2 separate regions of the Drosophila melanogaster genome follow, and region 1 is linked to region 2. Evidence: chromatin contacts called from public Hi-C data. All regions are on one chromosome and are shown on one strand. The core of a region is the stretch at or near the end of the contact, and the rest is flanking DNA. Distances in the headings are between cores, read along the strand shown.

Evidence for each region. A called contact is a pair of places that touch in the nucleus more often than the background predicts.
Region 1: a contact with region 2 is called in a Hi-C map of the S2 cell line, with 4 times the contacts expected there. A contact is called at or near these places in 16 of 107 Hi-C or Micro-C datasets (the D17-c3 cell line, the Kc167 cell line, the ML-DmBG3-c2 cell line and 7 more).

Annotation. Positions count from the first base shown.
Region 1 is chr3R:21,670,245-21,676,568 of dm6, reverse strand. It overlaps PolA1 (DNA polymerase alpha subunit 1), which reads left to right and starts at 4,819. Exons shown (of 6, transcript NM_080488.3): 1 at 4,819-4,939; 2 at 4,998-5,192; 3 at 5,246-6,264. The coding sequence starts at 4,924. CG31176 reads left to right here. Exons shown (of 3, transcript NM_169963.2): 2 at 2,849-3,263; 3 at 3,513-4,266. The coding sequence ends at 3,209.
Region 2 is chr3R:21,478,818-21,484,843 of dm6, reverse strand. Fancm (Fanconi anemia group M helicase) reads right to left here and starts at 2,519. Exons shown (of 6, transcript NM_001275877.1): 1 at 2,383-2,519; 2 at 1,992-2,325; 3 at 989-1,863; 4 at 1-892. The coding sequence starts at 2,457.

The DNA of each region.
Region 1 (6,324 bases), core at 3,570-6,069, 190 kb before region 2:
CTGGGTGATTGCCACATCAAATTAACTGCCAATCGGTATCAATTTCATTGATCTGGCAATTAAATTGCCTCAGCCAAAAATCACACAATTGCCTGGCCAAAGCCGAAATCGCCTTGTGCTTCCCTTTCGATTGGTTTAAAATTTATGCGCTTGCTGAACTTGAGCACAGTCACCAAGCTGCATATATAAAAATTAAATGGGGAAGCAGACAATCATCTTGGGCAAGCCGAAATCAGCTATGATTTATTAATTTAACCGGTCTGATCCCCATCAAACCACTTCCTCCTCTCCCACTCCGCTTTTAAAAGACAGGCTATGAGAATTGGGTCAGAATTAGCAACTCTTTAAGCCAATTTGGATGCGTTTGGGGTGGAAGCTGCTTGGAAACTAAGTTATGGGATTAGACAAGTGCTGACGGGCACAAAGATATCTAAAAGAATGCGTCATGGTGAACAAAATGTACAAAAGATTTTGATCTTCATAGAAATGAATATATTAGCTAAAATGAAATATAAATCACCGGATGAAGAGTGTCATTGAAAATAATACACGAAAATGTTTTTTAGAGAGATTTTTTTCCGAAATTTCTACATTTTTGCAGCGAAAATATCATTTAAAAAATACCTAAAATATTAATTAGCATTTTCTAAGAGCGCTGGCTCACTAATTAAAATTCCTCAGTTTCAAATGGCATCAAAATGCATTCCCACTGCAACAACTTTGGAGCCCATTTTTTGTACTTTCCCCTGACATTGCTACAAATACCTAAAAAATGAAAATACCTCAAAGCAAAAACACAACGAAAAAACCCCCTTCAACTGTAAATTGTGTGAAAAATGGCAAGCAATTTTCTCACACACTTGCAGATACAGACAGTCGTCATATGTTGATGGGCCAGACAATATGAAGATGTTTATAATATTATAATTAATTATGATTTTCTGAATGCTTCAAGCCTCAAAGTCGAAGCAAAGTTCAATGCCAAAGCGAAAACAAACACAGACCAAAACAAAAGCCACCGACCAAAATACATTTTGAATGCAACTCCCTGCTTAATTATATACACATAAACCGCAGTCTAAGCTAAATAAAAAAAAAAAACAAGAACAATGGCCACAGAAAAGATGAACAAAATTGTAAAACGAAACCCGAAGATAATTCACACGGTTGGAGCACTTGAGCAAAGGGCATGATAAAGCGAGCAATGAAACCAATAAAATCCTCTGAAAGCTTAGCAAACAAATTTAATGAATGTAATTAAGATGTTGAGATTCGAGTGCGATCTGACCCACATAGATATTTTCCATAGCAGCTGATCGAAACCGTCCTAAAGCCGATAAATCAAATAGCAGGTACTTAAAATCAAACGTAGGCCTTAGGAACTAAGGCGATTAACCAGCCACAATGTCATTCAAAGCCTGACTTTATTAGGAAGTTCAAACACAAGGCAGTTTTATGCTAATTCGGACTAGTTACGCTCTAAGTACAGAAGTTGCACTCCAAATGCACTGTAAGAGCAAGCGTGCCTGAGATTGACATCAAGCAAGCGAATTATATTGCCAAAATAATTGCCACAATTAACTCAACAATGCCGAATGCCGAATCTATCGTACAAAGGCCAGTAAATATCCAAGCCAACAGTCATTAAGCCAAAAAGCAAGCGGCAATTATATCTTAATGCCTGCAAAATAAATACTCTTACCAAAAAAGGGTTTGTTCTAAATGAAAGACTGTTAAAATCATTTAGATTTGGTTCATGGCCTTTATTTAAAAATGTCTTTCCTCATACCTATTTGTTTCTTAAATTAAAGGGAAAAAACAATTTTTCCATTTCCATGCTGAAATAACACTTTAACCAAATAACTTTCGTTGCTGATTCATGGGATCGTTCGTGCGTCTTTAGTGTGTGGAAAAATAACCAATAAATTTGTTATACAATTGTGTAAATATTTGCTTCTCATGAACCCAATTACAGAGATCCCTTCAAAACCAGATGAACCACGCCACTTCAATCACAAGTGGAAGTTACCCATTTTTTGGGTTTCGGCTCCAATTTCGGCTTACAGTGGATATACCCCTCTCAGTGTTTGAGCACTGGGATCTCCTTACTGGCGTATTGATGTCTCATCTGGCATTCATTTTTCATCACAATTTATTTACCCAACCATTTCAGTTCGCCGCTGAACAATTATCTCGAAAAAAATCGAGGCTGCTGAGTGTAAACTCATTTGCATATATATTTTTGCACGACAGCACAAATAATGTGAGCCTTATAAATATATAGATATATGTATATATAAATAAACTAAAGTAGCCCAAAGCGAGCTTGTCTCATAAACAAATTGATTAGCGTCTTTAGCGTTGCACCAAGAGCAGCCCCAAACCAACAAAGCCCACTTGGCACACAAATAAACGCTGATGGATCATGAATAAATTGCTGCGATTTGATAGCGCAAAATGGCTGTTGCCAACCACTGGGATCCCAGATCTGGGCATCATCCTTCCAAAGAGTTCGCAGTTGTGTGCGACCTAATGGGACACACCTCTGTATATGGGGTAATCTCTTCACACCCGGCACGTGTACGGCTAGTTTCAGCTATAAGAAAAATAAATCAATTAGCGTGCTGAGTAATATCAGCGCCCAGCCCTTGCCAATCAACATCTTCCATCCAATCCAGGTGGTGATAACAATAGGGGAATATATTCTGTTGGCACACTTGAGTTGGCATTTTTAGCGGTCGTTCGTTATCATGCAAATTCTCTTGTATGATAATGCAGATTAGTCTAAGTGCCTGAAATTTGCTTTACTCTGAAAAAGTCTAATTTTGAACTTTAATTTGCATTTCAGATACATAACTCCGGCAGCAGCCGCCAATGCAACTGCGACCTCATCAACCTCAGCGTCAGGAGGCGTGGGTGGCACCAACCTGGCGGTTTATCCCACGGCCACCGCCCAGGTTTATCGCTCGAACAACGGCCTGGATGTTCTGGACTGCGCTGGACTGGAGCACCACAACGCGGCCACCACTTCCGGTCACTCAGGCAGCGGCTTCTCCCAGCGCCTCAGGGAACTGGCCGCCTCCGCCGGACTGCTCTCCCTGAAGCCCCGCCAGCCTCTCAAGCCGGTGATCAAGACGCGTGGCTCCCCCGGACCGGAGTTCCCCAAGAAGGTCACCTTTAGTGCCTTTGCCACCGTGCAGGTGGTGTGAAGGGCGTGAACAGTGGGTCTAGCATCTGTTGCATCTGTGCAGGCACAGAGCAAGGTAATAACATTTACTTTTTGTTTTTTAAGTATTTTTAAGAATACTCCAGATCAAGATAATTCTTTGATACAAAATAAACTTTAGAAAAATATGAAATACATTTAAGCAAGCAATGTAATTATACTGGAATAAGAATTGCAACCCACTTTATATTCTGATTTAATATAGTTACATAATAACATAGTATAATATTAAACCAATTGTAAACTGAATTATTCATTGATTCTTTTTCTTCTCTTTTCATTTCAGTATCATCTTGCACTTGTTAACGATTATTTCTTGTTGTTTTTATATTTGTTGCTGTTGTTAAATGTTTAGCCAAAACTATGGAAACCATACACGGAGAAAAATTCCTTAAAACATAAAAAAAAAACATAATAAATTGTTGTGCCATGTCTGTGGCTTGAAATAAAAATGAAAACCATATAGAAATGAATAACACACCCCATAGCTAAAGAAAATACCTCAAGGATCCTAAATAACTGCCCTCCTTTATCTTATTTTATCTGCTTTGCTTAACTGCCCTCCTTTATCTTATTTTATCTGCTTTGCTGTACATTCTGGTAGACTGACATTTTAATATCCTTTCTATAGTTCCTCTCGATCACCCTATCCTAAAACAGTATTTTCCATATTTTCTCATCTTCCGAAATCTTTCCTCACCAACACACCCGAAAATAATTGTAAAATATAACGACTGCAAGTGCAGAAATTCTAAATATTTACTATTAAATTGTAAATATGTACGAATTTTTGCTTATAACAATTAAACAGCAAATATAGTCATAAATATATGTATTCATGTAATATGTAAGTCTGTTTTGTGTATGTGTGTATATATATAAACCATGATTTTGCATTGATAATTATATAGGGTATGAAATCACCTTTCAAATCCACACAAATTTTAATCGAAATTGCTGTATATTGTATTTAAAGTATAATATTATATATATCTTATAAGCCTAATATTATGCATGATAAATAAAATACGATTAAAACCAAACAAACTATTGTCTTTTAATTTGGGAATAAAAACATATGACAAGCACATTAAAAGGGGATCTTCATGGAGCAACTGCTAATGGAAAAGTTTTTCTTTTTGTGATCCACTGCAATTAAAAAGCTGAAGCTCGAAAATGTAAAATCTAAAAGAACGCCCTTTAAATGGTGATCATTGTTCTTTCTTACTTGGTGAATTCATTTCAATTATCAGGTCGGATTTCCCGCCAAAATATAGCAGTCATTTTAAATCGCTGTAACTGTTATGTTAACTATTCGTGTTAACTGTAATCGATCATTTGTGCTTACAGATTAGACGCTAACAGTGCCCAGAGCTAACATAACGCGCTGCCACCTATCGATATATTACCACTCAGAAATTCATAAAATAGAGATGTTACTTAATAATAAAATTGCAATTTGGGATTAAGTTATTGTATGGCTTTTATTTTTTTTAATTTCCTTACATTCTTCCTCTTCTTAACGACACTATCGATATTACATTGCAAAAGTCCGGCAGCGCTTTATGTATCGTAGCTCTGTTATCGATATGTTCCCGCCATTCCCGCTTTGATCATCCTCCAGCCCTGGTCACAAAACAATTTTTGCAAACTGCAGCACAACACGGGGAAATTATTATCAAAGTTAGCCAGTTGCAATGTCTGAATCACCGTGTAAGTTAATAAGATAACTCCCTTAAACATATTTTTTACCGAAATTATAAATTTCCAGCTGAACCGCGCGCTAAGCGCCAGAGAGTAGACAAAAATGGTAGGTTCGCCGCCATGGAGCGACTGCGTCAGCTGAAGGGAACCAAGAACAAATGCAAAGTGGAGGACCAGGTGGACGATGTATACGATGTGGTTGATGAGCGGGAGTACGCGAAGAGGGCGCAGGAAAAGTACGGTGACGATTGGATCGAAGAGGGTAAGTTGGAACTCTGAACTCTATACTTTATAATACTAAATTTTAACTTTTAGATGGTACTGGTTATGCAGAAGATCTTCGGGATTTCTTCGAGGACGAAGATGAGTACTCCGATGGGGAGGAGGATCGGAAGGACTCGAAGAAGAAGAAGGGTGTTGCCCCCAACAGCAAAAAGAGACCACGGGAGAATGAAAAACCAGTAACAGGAAAAGCATCCATCAAGAATCTATTCAGCAATGCAGTGCCCAAAAAGATGGATGTAAAGACCAGTGTGAAAGACGATGATATCCTTGCTGATATTTTGGGCGAAATAAAGGAAGAGCCTGCAGCGACGTCAGAAAAGGCGGAAAAGGTTATAGCCCCAGCGAAAATATCAGTTACGTCGCGTAAATTCGATGCCGCCGCTGCCAAGGAATACATGAATAGTTTTCTAAACAACATCAAAGTTCAGGAGCAGGAACGTAAGAAAGCGGAGGCCAGTAGCGATAACGAGATGCTGGAGCGCATTCTGAAGCCCAAGGCAGCAGTTCCAAACACAAAGGTGGCCTTTTTCTCCAGTCCTACAATCAAAAAAGAGCCCATGCCTGAAAAGACACCTGCAAAAAAAGCCACCGAAGATCCATTCTCCGACAATGAAATGGACTTTAGCTGTCTGGATGACGATGAAAACCAGTTTGATGTGGAGAAGACACAGCAGACCGAGAAGGTTTCCCAAACGAAAACAGCAGCTGAGAAAACATCCCAAAGCAAAGTCGCCGAAAAATCAGCTCCCAAAAAAGAAACAACTGGATCGCCAAAGGAATCGGAATCGGAGGACATTAGTAGGTTGCTGAACAATTGGGAGTCTATATGCCAAATGGACGATGATTTTGAAAAGTCCGTGCTCACCACGGAGCAGGATTCGACAATCTCCTCAGATCAACAGCTTCGGTTCTGGTACTGGGAGGCCTATGAGGATCCAGTAAAAATGCCCGGCGAAGTCTTCCTGTTCGGTCGGACCGCAGATGGAAAGTCCGTCTGTCTGCGTGTACAGAACATCAACCGTGTGCTCTATCTGCTGCCCCGACAATTTGTGAGTATTATTCTACAAATACTTAGTCCTTAGGTGAAGTGTTGTTTCTGAATATATTCT
Region 2 (6,026 bases), core at 1,270-3,769:
CCTGCAGATGGCTCATAAGATCCTTGGAGTCCGAAACAAATGGCTTGCTTGACTGCAGAAGGCGAGTAAGTTTTCGGAGGCGTTGCACATCTTCCTGACTGCTGGTTAACGTTGAGCTGGCCTGAGATTCCCCAAAGAAGTTCTTCAGAGTTACGCTGCGCCGTAGAACTTGCTGCTTAACCAATTGCTGTGAAGCTTCGCTCATTTGGTAGGGTTTTATTCCCTGCAATATTCCTTGCTGACTCTCCGTTGGAGGACTTTCTTTGAAGTATTTCCTTAGGCTACCAGTCTGTGCAACTGGTTGCTTCCGCTTCCTGGATTCTTTCGTCTTGGCTGCCGACTTCGGCTTGGGTTTCTCCTCAGCAACTGGCTCCATGTGTTTCTCCTCGCATTTTGGTTGAAATTTTGATGGCACCATTCGAGGATTTTGCTCATAAAGCGACAATTTAACAACGGACGAATTCAATAGCTTCTTGTTGATTTGATCCTTGTTGGCCAGAACATCCTTAAGCACCTGCTGTTCTCGTCCTTCGGTCACTAGCATAACCACCTCTCCATTCTTCTTCCTTCCAGTGCGCCCAATCCGCTGAATAAATCTAGTGGGATTAGTGCTGCAAATGTCGAAGCACACAATCATCTCCACCTCGCCGACGTCTAAGCCCTCCTCTCCGATCGACGTGGCCACCAGAACGTTGCTAGTGCCGGATCGAAAGTCGGTCATTATCTGCAGCTGCTGTTTCTGGGTGAGAGCATAGCTTGCTCCAACTGTGCTGCCCTGGCCAACAAAACAGCGCGGACGGAGCACCGGTCTGTGTTGAAGGAGTAGCCGGTGAATCAGCATTACGGATTCACGGTACTCGCAGAAAACAATGGCGCGGGAATCGGGGTTTGCCTATTAAAGAAAACATTTATATTAACAAGGGAATATGTTTATCGGTTTCATGAAAATTATATGAAAACTTCTTTTTTTTTGATTTTTTGCCCCTACCTGAAAGTGTTGCACCAACACCTGTCGCAACTTCTCATATTTGGCATGTCCAAAGTCTAGATCAGATGGCAAAGGCGGCACTTCTCCATTCGTCATGGCATGCGTGGTGTAATCTAGGGGATTGGCACCGAGTTCTTGGCGGACCTGCTCCACCAAATTCCTTAGATTACCATCTCTGGCCAGTACAAATTTCTCTCGCCCGTCGTCGTCTGCATCGAAATTGTTCACGAAGACGCGAAGACCGTGACGCTCCATTAGGTCCAGCGAGTGGTACATGCTGATGCACATGGCGAAGTTGCCCATTATTATGTTGTGATCCGGATGCCGCTGGCCTTGCGCCGATCGTTCGACGAAGCTTTTCTGCTCAAAGAGCAAACTATTTCTGCTCACGGTTCCCTTGTTGCCTTTAAAAATCTCAGCTTCCATAAGCTGGCGTAGGTATGGTTCGATGATCTGCAGCAATCGTTCTCTCGGCTCCTTGATTCTCTCCTTCAGGGAGACCACTATGGTTCGAATCGTCCGCCTGTGTATGTAGGGCTGCACGTCGATCGAGGTGTCCCAGCGCACTTGCAGATTGGAAATGTATAGGTTTCGGCACACAGCTGCCACATCCTCCATGGTTCTTCCTGGTGTAGCGGACAGGGCAAGCATCCGGAAATACCTGTTACGTGCCATCAGACAGTCGGCCACTTGGGTGTAGGCATAGCGACCTTTGGCCCGGTGCGCCTCATCCACCACTATCAACTTGATGGACCCAAAGGGAAAGCTGCATTCGCCATCAGCTTCCAGCATGTCTGAGTGCACCACCTGCGGCGTAGCGAAGAAGACCCGCTTGGAGGCCCACAGCTCAGCTCGTTTGGGTCGAGGAAGTTGGCCTGGAATAAAAATGGGACTGGAGCTTATTTTTTGGATTCAGGACTTGTAAGGCAGTCGGCACATCCAGGTTCTTTTAGTCATATAACCCGGTAAGCATTTGTAAATAAGTCTTCACATTTGAACTCACCTGTTAGCTGCACCGTGTCTTCAGATGGAAAGGGCATGATCTTCTGGGATGCGTGGATCTGCTGCGAGACCAGGGGCCTTGTGGGTGCCATGAACACAATCTTTCCCTTTGGATACCACCTGTAAAAGTTGTACATAACCACCGCCGCAATGAAGGTCTTTCCCAATCCCGTGGGCAACACCACCAGGGTGTTTTTGAACAGCGCCGATTGGACGATGGTTTGTTGATAGGATCGTAGGGGCAGGTTGTTTGGATAAATCCAGTTGTGTCCTGTGGCCATATCGAAACCATCGCAGGCTTCGTCGCAATGTTCCCAACGTGTTCCATCGGCATCCTGAGGATCCAAACTGTGAGAGACTCTGCGCTCGCAGGAGTAAATACAAGTAAATACCTCGCTCTTCTGCTCTTCGTGCATAGCCAAGGCCGCCACTAGGTCTTCGTCATCGTCCATCCAATTCACATCCATGATAGCAGCAATCTTTTGATAACAACTACTGCACGACGATCTACATTTTGTTTTGAAAGTGTTTACATTGCTTTACATTGTGTTTATAACATAACATTCCGTTAGGGATGAGCTAATCATTTTAGGTGGCGCTGTTGGAGTATATCGATCACACAAATCGTGACATGAAAACTAATTTTAGTCTGTAAAACCCTCTAAATATAGGGTAATAAGTAAAAATAAATACAATTCTCAAAAATTGTTAACTGTCTAAGCAAGCTTGAAGCGGCTTCTTATAGCGCGGATTTGCTAAGCCATTAAACAGTGCTCTAAAATGGTGCCAAATACGAGAGTGGCAGCACTGCTCCAGATGGCGCCACTGTGTATATGTTTGCCAAACACTTAAATTCAAATAAAAGCGCGCCAATTTTAAACAGTGACTAAGTTGATTTTAGAGAATAAAGATAAATGAGTGATCAAATGGCAATAGTTTACATTAATTAAAAGAGCTCTTGTATGATTTCCCTTAATCAGTATCATATCGGTGAAAAGTATTGCTAAAATGCCGAAATCCTTACGAAAACGCAGACCCCACAATCTGCCCGGAAATGTCAAGCCCCATTTAATGTCGCCAGTTCGTAATTGGGCGAATACACACTGCGTACTTACAGATTGCCCGAGTACTTTTCGCGATATTTCTGTCGTAGATGTTCTGATTGTCTTAAATTAGGCGCTTCCAACGAACGTTCTTATTTGCTTTTATTTCCCCAACGAAAAGGCTTGGTATCAAAAGAAAAGCAGTACGGGTAGATACAATTAAACTGGTAGCAGCATTAGGATATTTAACAAATACCTTTTAATGAATTGATTAATTAATGGAATGGAACTGAATTTTTAATTTTTAATGTATAAGCCGAATAATATAATTGAAATAATATACTTCCCATGCTGACTAAACTCAACCTTAATTTCTGAAGTTATTCCACAAATCCTTGCCCCTGCTGCTGATGAGGGAAAATGATAATTAGCAAGCACATACATACACTTGGCCAAGTTTGACGGAAAAACATACGTAAATAGTCACAATCTCATTTCAAAATCTTCACCTAATGAGCATTGACCGTGTGTGGGGGAATCTGAGTCCGAGAGCTGGATGTCATGGCCCACTCCCGCGGAAAAGCACGGGCACCGGAGAACGCTCACAAAATGTAATTATATCGCATTATTTGTCATTCCGAGCAAATGAATTGAAACAAATTTAGTGTGACAAATGAATTGTTCACTTATGTATGTAAGTTCGTGTGTTTGCTCGTAGTGGGGGGCTGGGGCTGGGGGAGGGGCACCCCATTCGGCAGCCACCGTGAGCTGGGACAGAAATACCCGGGCACACGGGTACACGGGACACACTCAATTTGCTGGCTCTCTAGTCAATTTCATTTCATTTGCATGAAGTTCTCCCTCTCTTCGGGGCTCCCTCCTCATATAGACAATATACATGAATATATGAATGTACATATCTCGGTGTGCGTGCTATCTGTGGGATATCTGTATGTATCTGTGGGCCATGGGCACTACGCCTTTTGCCTAATTCGGCTTTATGAGCCATGTCTAATTACCAAATGAATTGTGCAATTATTTATTTTTGTTTATTAATTGGCTGCCGCTTTAATGAGCCTAATGACCAGATATCTGAGCGTAGATTCGAGTGTCCTATGGGCACATGTGATGAGTCACAGGTTATTGCGATGCCCTGCCCGACATGGCCAACATAAATGTCATGACTTATGCGCTGTGCTGCGAGTGCTGCGTTGCGATGCGGTTGCCATACCCTTCTCGACTCATCGACTTATCTCCGACGACGCCAAGTCGCCAAGTTACGAGTATTTGCGGTTTACATCATAACGAGCACTCTCCATACAAAGTTGCCCAAGCGGAATCAGCCACCACGGGAAACCAGGCTAGAAAGGGCCCAGACCCTTTTATGCAAAGTGCTTTTAGTCGGGGTTGGGGTGATCCAAAGGGTATTCACTACGGCTGAAACAGTCACTCAAAAAAAATGTTAAGAAGGCCTTTTTTAAATATCCATTGAGATGACGACTATCACATGGCCTAACAAGAACATGTTGCAAGAATGTTATCAGTTGGATTTTACATATGTGCAAGTTTATTTCATATATAATAATATAATTACCTTCTACAGTGCTGGGGCTCAATTCATTCTGGGGTCTTGAAGGATCCATCTCTTGCTCGCAAAAGCACAGTACCTCTGTGGCTTGGGCAACTCATTAGCACTTATTAAAACTAAGTGCTGGGACCTCGGGCGGAAATGGGCCTGGATTTGCGGTGCCAGTTACAATGGGCTGGCGACAGCTGCTCCGGTGGGTAATCAACGTTTCAGCGATTGTCTACCGCAGTTGCTGTGCATTCGAAGTTGCAGTTGCGTCGATTATGGGGCTGCAGTGGCATTCCCAGAACTCAGAATTCAGCGGCGCGTGTCGCTACCAGACGGACAAACAAACAAATGGAAAGACAAACTAAGCCCAATGCAGCTCAAAATGGCTGCCAATTATCTGGGCTGTCATATTTGTTTCCCCGGTTGTTGCCGGGCAATAAAACATTTCGTTTATTAGCCACCACCAGAAGTAATTCGATTTCAACCTAGGCAACACTGAAAAAATATATCTTGTAAAAGTAAGAAATAAAAGCAGCAAAGATACATATGTAAGAACGCTCTTGTCGAGTGCCACGACTATTGGATACCCGTTGATATAAAAACGGAGCAAGCTTACATGGAATACTTTTAATAGATTTCTATAGTCCGAATTAAATAATTTTTTGTAAGCTCAGCTAATTATCACTTGCACATATATATATATTTCTTTAAATACTTTTCAACGAATATATTCCCATTGTATTCCCAATATTCCCATTAAACCTACGATCAACGGGTATAAATATGTGAAACTAATGCCTAGTTAAGCTTGAAAGTATTATTGAAAAAGAGATCACATTTCCATTAAAAAATCAAAAATAAAAGTTTGTATTTCCATTCTTAATTCTATTATCTACATATTATCTGCATATTTTAATATGCATTAATAACTTCAATTCTTGTCATGCTAAATCCTTTTGATGGATGTTTTAAAATTATTATCATTCGAAGACCTAAGATGATTTTAGTGTTATGAGTAAAGAGTTCTTATTTTGATCATTGCAACGATTGATAAATATTACATTCGACGGATCAATTTTTATTGTATGTATGGGAAATGATGTTGAGAATACTTTTTGCAGTGACTCAAGTCAATATTATTTTTAGATATACTTTATTCTGAAACGGCTGCCATTATTGGTTAACTACATATGTATGTTGGCAATTCGAATATATAGGTTGCAAGTAATAATTTTCGCTGTGCAAAGATTGGGAGTTCCATTAGCTGAAATTGCCAAAAATTGCAGGCAAACTTTTGGTTAGCTCGTGTCTGCGGGCAGTAAGTCGAGCTTATGAGAACAGCACCTGCAGGATGAGATACACCGCAGTTCGGAATCATCGGGACACGCCCATGCCGAGCCACGAACACTTCACACTT